Linked DNA regions of Mus musculus: region 2 is linked to region 1. Evidence: chromatin contacts called from public Hi-C data. All regions are on one chromosome and are shown on one strand. Each heading gives the region's core, a stretch centred on a gene start, on an enhancer-like site or on the middle of the called end of the contact. The rest is flanking DNA. Distances are from core to core; before and after follow the strand shown. Region 1 overlaps Susd1 (sushi domain containing 1). Region 2 has its middle 12 kb from the start of Hsdl2.

Region 1 (4,368 bases), core at 1,142-3,641:
CTTCTGTCTCCATGTGGAGACAGTGCTGGGATTAAAGGCTAGTGCCATGGTGCTTGGTGAGATGCTAATTCTAAAAACTATGTATGGTAATGATCTATTATCTAGCTCATTCAGATACTTTTCTCATGTTTTTCTTCTCTGCTGAGGCCGTGCCAGTAGGAGGTAACAGAGGTGACAGACAGACAATTCCATTGTCACATGTTAGAGAAAGGTCACATGGATGCGGAGGGTGGCTCAGTATTGTTCTGAGGCATGCATTCAACTTGTAAAAGAATGGTGAGGTGTGGTTGCTCGGGCCTTTAGCCTCAGAACGTGAGAGGTAGTGGCAGGTGGATCTCTGTGTCCAGGCCAGCCAGAGCTACACAGCAAGTTCACGGCCAGGCAGATATATATATATCAAGTTCAAAGACAGGCAGAGGTACTCTATACAGTGAGTCCCTGTCTCAAAAAGAAAAATACAAGCAAAACAAAACAAAATAACAACCCAAAACACCCAAAAGATAGGAAGGAAGAGTGGAGGTGGTGCTGTAGCTGGGTAGTAGATCTTTTACCTAGTACAAGCACCAAACAGGCAGAGGTTAGAAAGGTGGAGAGTAAGGAGTGGGAGGGGAGAGCCAAAGAGCAGGAAGGGAGAGAAGAAAATACTTTCTTCCAGGGTCAAATAGATGTCAGCCAAACAAGAGCCACCTTGCCTGGAACATAATCCCAAGCAGGCCCTGCTGGATTTATTCTATTTCTTGCAATTATTTAGTGACTTTCCTTTGAGAGAGAGAGAGAAAGAGAGAGAGATTGAGAGATTTCATGTTTGTCAGTGTCCCTCCCTGTGAAATGTTTAATCCAGTGCCTTTATCGTGTCCACAGAGTCACCTGCTATTGCCAGCAGCCACAACGCCTCAGGGAAGCCTATACCGCAAGGCAGTCGTTGCCTGACTTCTCATTTCGAGGTAGCTAGTGGTTACCCAACGGGGGGGTTTTTTTCCTTGCTGGTGCTGAGAAGCTCAACCCTTCGGAATCAGTTGCCAGAGAGACAAGAGTGCATGCTAGTTGGGGTGTGGTTCAAGTCTGGGGGCACCAGTGCTTGCTTGGAACCTCAGTCCTCAAAGCCTGACCTCTGCACTCTAAGACATCTTCTTCCGAGGAATCGGTTATAATTGGCCAAGTTTAAATCAGCCTCAAGAGCTGGTAACAGATAGACCTCCATGACGGAGGACTAAGCTACAGTGTAGTGCGGGCTGATTCCCGTCAATTCTGAAGAACCAGAAAATGTGTAATGTCCAGAGATGTCCCTTCAGTGACTCTTGCAAGCCACAGATGGATGAATGAAAAAGAAAGAAAGGAAGGAAGAGAGAGAGAGAGAGAGAGAGAGAGAGAGAGAGAGAGAAGGAAGGAAGGGGCATGACTGCTCTTAGGTATGGTGGAAGAGAAGAGAAGGTTTATTGTAGATAAAAGGGAAAACATAGCCAGAGGCAGAGACAGGGATGGTCCTGAGTGGCCATGACCATACTGAGCTATGCCATGTTGGGAGAGGGTGAGGGAAAGGAAGAGGAGAGACCAACAGAGCCAGGTACAGCAACCATGTGACCCAAAGTTATAATGGCAGTCAAACGGGTTGGATTATGTAGGGAAGAGCACCCAGTCTCCTGGGCTGGAGAGTTCAGGGTAGAGGGCAGGGTATGCCACCAGGAGGTCCCTGTAACAGGTAGGGACTAAAGGATGAGATGAGAACCTGGAGGCCAGGTTTGCTTTGCTGTGTGGTATAGGCACCTCAGCCATTTGGCCTGGGGTTTGAAACCTAGCAACGGGAACTGGCACGAGGCAAGATTTTCAGCAATAGCAAGGAGAGGGTGATCTGAGAGTAAGTGGAGAGAGCTGAGACCCAGGTGGAGTAAGACCAGGGACTGTCATTTCCCTACCCAGGGGCTTCTGAGCAAGCATGGGTCTCCTGGGGTCTGTTGAAAACTTCAGGGTGACTTCCCTGTGCTTTTCAAGTCTCCAAGTCTTGCATACAATCCTGACTGGCAACAGCAACCTTGTCACAGGAAGTTCCTGCATCAATAGACCATTGTGCTTTTGCTTCAGGAGAAATGGAAGCCCCTCGGCCCTGGCTGGGAAAGGAGAACAAGGGAGCTCTGCCGCTCAGGAGCTCTGCTCCCAAAGCCAGTGTTCCTCAAGTCTGCCTCACACCTTCATGTCTAGATATTGGTTCTTACCCACTTCCCAGTCCAGGTTAGGTTTCTTAGCCTCTCCCTAGGGCAGGAGCCTCTTTCGAAGAAAGCCTCTATTCCCAAGCTTCTCTGTTCTTGCTCTCTGGTGCCTGAGCCTGCCCTGGCCTTCGGCTCAAATGTGCAATCTCAGGAAGACTGCCTGCCCTCTGTGGGGAACCACCCACTTGGCTTGCTTCTGCCTGAGGGGTTTCCCCCAGGAACTTTTCCAAATGGGATTGCAAAAGAGTAGATTCACTGTGAAAAGAATAAGTGTGATAGTTCCTCAAATATTAAAAAGAAAATGACTACATGGTTCTGCGGTTCAACTTCTGGACATTTGCTCCCGAAACAGTTGAAAATGGCATCTTAAAAAGATACTTTTGTATTTGCTTGTTCACAGCAGCATCACTCATGGTAGCCACAGAGCATCACTGATGAAATTCATCTGTTCGTCCACAGATGAAATAGAAGGACAGTGCATGCCAGAGAGCATTGCTCGGCTTTAACACGGATTGGGGGGCATGGTAGGGCACATGCTTAGCATGAGCAATGGTCTAGGGTCAGGCCTAGCTTGCTTTCTCACCTCTCCCATGCCCCCTCCTCCCTCCCAGATGCTGTTGTTGTGGATTCCACTGAGGCATGAAGTTGTCAGATTTATAGAGTCAGGGAATAGAAAGGTGTTTGCAAGGGAGACGAGAGGAACATGGACAGGGCTAGCGAGATGGCTCAGTGGGTAAGAGCACTGACTGCTCTTCGATGGTTCTGAATTCAAGTCCCAGCAACCACATAGTGGCTCACAACCACCTGTAATGAGATCTGACGTCCTCCTCCTCTGTTGTGTCTGAAGACAGCTACAGTGTACTTATTTATAATAATAAATAAATCTTTATGCCGGAGTGAGCAGGGACTGAGCAAGTGGGGCCGACCAGAGCAAGCAGAGGTTCTAAATTCAATTCCCAGCAACCACATGAAAGCTCACAACCATCTGTACAGCTACAGTGTACTCATATGCATAAAATAAATAAATAAATAAATAAATCTTTTTTAAAAAAAAGTCTGATGGACATAGAACTTTAGAAGATGAAAGGAACCCTAAAAATGACTACCAGGGACTGTGGCACAACCCTGTGAATATTCCTAGGATTAACTAACTGCACTCTCAAAAATGATTAAAATGGTAAATTTTACATTATTTTATCATCATTAAAATGTCATATATTTGCTCTGATGTTCAGCTACAATGTTCAAGTGCAGTACAAATTATCGACAAAAACATAGTATACCATTAAATGCAAAGTTTTGGGTGACATAGAATCTTTCCCATGGGAGGAAGGCATTCTAATAAGCTTGGTATGGGTCAGTCACCCGAGATTCCAGTACAGACTAGAAATAAAATAGTTTCTGAGCATTATAAGCAGCAGGTAATTAAAAATCAAAATCTTGGGACTAGAAAGATGGCTCAGGAGATGAGAGCACTTGAATTCAGGTCCCAATACCCATATTCGATGGCTCACAACTGTGGTAACTCTAGCACCGGGGGATCCAACATCGTCTTCTGGCTTTCAAGGGCACCTGCATTCATGTGGCACACACACAGAGACACACATACATATAAATAAAAATAAATCTTACGGAAGTCAATACCACATTAATATCAGTTGTACGTGATAGGTGACATCAAAGATGAAAGCCATTAGTTACCTCTTCAGTTTCTTAAGATAGGGGACTCTTGACTGCAGGATACACAATCAGATGATAGTCCTGACTGGTTATGAATATGGACTTTCAGGCAGGTACTTGGCTTCAAATTCTGGCATTGCTATTGCTGTCTGGACCAAGTGCTTAACCATTTTGTCAGCTTTAGTTACCTCAAAATGGGCTATTGTAGAAATTAAATAAGATGAGTATAGTATTTAATAAATAATGAAGTGTTTAGGACAGCGCTTGATATGTGGAAGATGACACACAGCAATTATTGTTATTAGCATAATTATGACAATTATGGCTATTAGGTTATTGAGTGACTGTACACAAAGCTAGCTAATAAAGGCTCTGTAACTCCTGCAGAGTTACTCAGCATCCAGAAGTCCCATGTCTTTTCCATACCCCGGCTACTTACCCATGTTTGGAAATCCGGTGAGAAGCTCTGTGTTTCTTCTCACCC
Region 2 (4,368 bases), core at 486-2,985, 150 kb before region 1:
AAAAAAAAAAAAAAAGCCCTAAATGTAAGAACTAGAATGAAGTTCTGAGAAGAAAACCCAGAGGTAAACATTCAGAGCCTTGCCTTCTGCAATGACTGTTTTGATTCAGCAGCAGAAGCCCAAGCAAGAGAGATAAAAGGTATTGGGGTCCAGCAGATTAGAACTTCATAGGCAGAGGGGCCTCTAGTTATAGGACTGTCTACCTGCTCCCTGCCCCTTACCTGGTACTCCATAAATCTATTTTCTCCCTCCCAAGTGCCCTCCTTCCCAGTTTTTATGTGTGTGTTGTATGTTCTTACATGGATGGGGGTATAATTATGTAGTGCACATGTGTTTGCATTCATCTGGGGGGCTAGGGGTTGTTGCCCTTGAGACAGTCTCTCAATCAAACCCAGAGCTCACCAAAAGATATGGCTTAGGCTTACTAGCCAGTTTGCCTGGGAAACGGAGGCTGAAATTACAAGCAGGTACCACACCTGAGGTCTTTGAACAACTTTTTTCAGCCACTCTCAAAGTATTTTGTGCTTCAAAAGATGCTATCAAGAAATGGAAAGACGACTGGGCACGGTGGGACACGGCTGCACTCCGAGCACTAGAGAAGAGGAGGTAGGCGGATCAGGAGGAACTCAGGGCCATTCTTGACTTCACAGTGAGTTTGGTACCAGCCTGGTTACATGAGAACCCCATCTAGAAAAGAAGAAAAACAAAGTGGTAGAGCGATCTATAGAGCACCCAACCAGATCTAACATCTTCTAAATGATAAAGAACTAGTATCTAGCATTTATTTTTTTTTTTAAAGATTTATTTATTTATTATATGTAAGTACATTGTAGCTGTCTTCAGACACTCCAGAAGAGGGAATCAGATCTCGTTACAGATGGTTGTGAGCCACCATGTGGTTGCTGGGATTTGAACTCTGGACCTTCGGAAGAGCAATCGGGTGCTCTTACCCACTGAGCCATCTCACCAGCCCGTATCTAGCATTTATGAAAAACTCACAACATAGCAAGAAAGATAACTGGCCAGAGAGTTTTAAATGGACAAAGTGGGCTACCGAAATGACTCTGTGGGTAAAAGCGCTTGCAAAGCCTGAGTAGCTGAGTTTAAATGCGCTCGGTGGAAGGGGAGAACTGGGCTTCTCCAAGTTGTAGCCACTGTGGCACACAGGTGCATGCATGTAGTTTTAAAAAAGTGATCAAAGAAGAGCTGGAGCCATGCCTCAGTGGTTAGAACACTGGCAGCTCTTCCAGAGGCCTCAGATTCGTTCCCAGCACCCATACGGCAGCTCACAACAGTCTATAATGCCTGTTTCAGAGGTCCTCTTCTGGCTCTGTGAGCAGCGATGCATGCATTGTGCACAGACATACACATAAAAATAAAGCTAAATTTTTAAGTTGAAAAAAAAAATATCAATGATCTAGAAACACCCAGCCTGGTTCTACAGAGTGAGTTCCAGGACATCCAGGGCTACACAGAAAACCCTGTCTCAAAAAACCAAAAAACAAACAAACAAACAAACAAACCAAAAACCAAAAAAAAAAAAAAAAAATCTAGAAACACTTGGAGGCTGAGGCAAGAGGATCGTTTGAGTGCAAAAGTATGATTTATGATTTCAGACTAAGCCACTCAGGGACACTCCATCTCCAGAAACAAAAGAAAAAACCTCCATAGGATCTGAATAGAAAATTCTTCCCCAAAGACAAGCAAACAGTCAACACGCAGACAGGGAAACGCACAGCAGCATTAATGCAACCAAATACCATGAATTTACCTCACTTTGTAGCCACAGAATGGCTAAAATCAAAACGATAGAAAATAACCAATGTTCAGGGGTTAGAGAAATTGGAACCCTCAGACATTGCAGCAAGGAATGTAAAACTGTGCAAGAAGCATTAGGAAGCAGTTTCACAATCTCAAATAACGGCCTCACCAGCTCCAGGACGTCCATGCACACACCAAAGAGAAATGAAAGCAAACAGTCCAAACTACCACCAGGTGGCGGTGTTTCTTTAAAATTCAAGTTTGCCCACCAGAAAAATGTTAGCATCGCGATAGACAACTATAATTTGAGCTAAGGCAAAAAATACGAGGTTCCCTATAGAGCTGCCATCAAGAAGAATACATATAGATAAAAAAAATCTTTAAAGAAAACTGTTTTGAGAAAACAAAATATGTTATATAGAATGTATAATGTAATGATCATTTAAATCCCTAAAAGAAATGTATTGGCCTGGAGCGCTCAATGTTCCTGCTTCTCCCTCTCAAGAGCTAAGATTACAGATACTGCACCTAGATAATAATACTTTGTATTTAAACGCTCCCCCATCTGGTGGCTAACAACCACCTGTAATTCCAGACTCATGCGATCTAAAGCCCTCCTCTTCTGGACTCCATGGGTACCTTCATATGCTTAAACACACACACACTAAAATTGTTTTGAATTTTTTAAAATTTTAATTAAAAAATAAATCTTTTAAAAAGAAAAAAAATTAACTGTATGTTATGACCAAGGGCAGATATTTTCAGTGACTTTAGGAGAGTCAAGGGTCTCTTGAAAATGTTCGTTTTCTTCTCACACAAGATAGGTCGCTTTGCCCCAGAGTCGCCTTCTGAGAAATCCCTGGAGTTTTCCGAGTGTAGCAATTGCTTCTGTTATGGTACCAACCTTCCATATAGGATTCCTGTGTCTCCTCTTGTTTGCTTCATTACTGTCAGGGGTTATGCGATGTTGTAGGATATCCTCATCCCTGTACTGTCATTTGTATTTCCCTGGTGATGATGTGTAATCCCAAAGGCAAGGGAGAGAGCACCCTCTTCTAATACTGGCCTTTATATTATCATTACGTTTTTCATCTCTTTAAAGCAGAGGGAAGACTTTATATCAACTACACTGTATCAAAACATAGTTTTGTTCTTTTTTTTTTTTTTTTTTTTTTTTAATGTTTAAGATAGGGTCTTTTTATGTAGCCCTGGCTGGCCTGGAACTCACACTTCTTCCATGTCAGCCTTCCAAATTCTGGGGCTACAGGCATGGACTAGCAAGCCCACTTCTGGTTTTGTTTTGCTGAGTGTATTACAGAGCTCTTTCCATGTTTATACCCAAAAAAAACCTACCTTAACCGTGTGTGTGTGTGTGTGTGTGTGTGTGTACATCATGTGTACTTGACTGTGGATGTGTGTGCTCTGGGTGAGTGTGTAAAAGTCAGAGGATGACTTCAACTTTGTGGACTTAGTTCTCTACCCAACCTTTAAGGGAGTTTCAAGGATCAAACTTAGATAGCCATGCCTCTCTGTGACAAGCACCTTTGCCTGCTGAACTTTCTTATCAATTCCCTACCTTAACTGTTTAAAAGCAGTTTATAGTCTGTCTTCATCTGAGTGTGTTCCAAATTAATGTAATCCTTTGTATCTGCGGTGAAACACAAATTTAAGACATTTAGGTATTTTCAGACTTGTCTCTATGATAAAGTGTTGCCATAAAAAATATTTGGACATGTGTGTACTCTTGCTCAGCACCCCTATTTCTCTACCATATATTTCTGAAAGTAAAACTGTTTGCTCGATGGATAATCACATGTATATTTTTCATGACACAGCTAATAACTGACAGCAAGATTTCCCAACCTTAATGGTTGGCCTTTGTGGTTAAATAATTCTTGTGTAGAAGGCTATTGTGGGCGTTATATAATAAGTTCAATAACTTCCTGGTCTGTAATCTATAGATGCCAATAGCACCCTTTGCCAGTTTATCCACTTACTATAGTAAAACACACCTAACATAAAGTCTACCACTCTAACCTATTTTACAAGGAGAGCTAGCTGAGCAGCACTAGATACATGACACTGTTGTGTAACTTTGCCTCATCCATTGCCAGTTCTGAGTTTGAACAGCCAAAAACTGTCCCTTAAAATTGCTGAAAATCTCCAGAGGGCAAGTTGTTGTGATGGTTTGCAACACCACGGAGAAAAATCTAGAGTGCAAATGTCATGAACGGCAGTAGCAACAGCCTGCAAAACAAAGGCTGAGGAGGTTAAAGGAAAAACAACAACACGCTGTCCAGGATCTCAGTGTCTCTCCTACAAAGAAAAGACATGGCTATGGAGAACATTATCAAAAGCGGGTTGTGGTGATCCATGCCTGTAATTCACTGATTGGGGGGCTAAGTCAAGAAGGTAGTGAGTTTCAGGCAAGCCCTGGACTCCAAGTAAGATTCGAGCTCATAAAAAAACAAACAGAAGTTTGCTTTTTTTGTTGTTTTTTGAGAACACAAAAACGTGAGAGAATAGATAGCAACTATAAAGGGAAGATAATGCATGCAGGGCTTTTTTTTTTTTTTTTCTTTTTTCTTTTTTTTCGAGACAGGATTT

Evidence for each region. A called contact is a pair of places that touch in the nucleus more often than the background predicts.
Region 2: a contact with region 1 is called in a Hi-C map of bone marrow-derived macrophages, with 24 read pairs. The contact joins two enhancer-like sites. A contact is called at or near these places in 6 of 39 promoter capture datasets (the 3T3-L1 cell line, the C10 cell line, the HPC-7 cell line and 3 more), 1 of 15 datasets of contacts at CTCF or cohesin (pro-B cells), 6 of 484 Hi-C or Micro-C datasets (the G1E-ER4 cell line, bone marrow-derived macrophages, embryonic fibroblasts and 3 more), 9 of 115 datasets of contacts at active chromatin or transcription factors (the 230-238 cell line, the HPC-7 cell line, bone marrow-derived macrophages and 4 more) and 3 of 9 other capture datasets (adipose tissue, embryonic stem cells and liver).

Annotation. Positions count from the first base shown.
Region 1 is chr4:59,417,419-59,421,786 of GRCm38.p6, reverse strand. The region is part of intron 3 of Susd1 (sushi domain containing 1); the gene reads left to right. Among named protein-coding and RNA genes, the nearest start is that of Susd1, 19 kb to the left of the region's middle. Within about 2 kb of position 2,391, at least 40 of the 459 cell types and tissues checked have an H3K27ac peak or open chromatin away from gene starts, as enhancers often do. A contact at or near this core is called in the G1E-ER4 cell line and bone marrow-derived macrophages, where this site is marked.
Region 2 is chr4:59,567,353-59,571,720 of GRCm38.p6, reverse strand. No RefSeq gene overlaps it. Among named protein-coding and RNA genes, the nearest start is that of Hsdl2, 12 kb to the left of the region's middle. Within about 2 kb of position 1,735, at least 44 of the 459 cell types and tissues checked have an H3K27ac peak or open chromatin away from gene starts, as enhancers often do. A contact at or near this core is called in the G1E-ER4 cell line and bone marrow-derived macrophages, where this site is marked.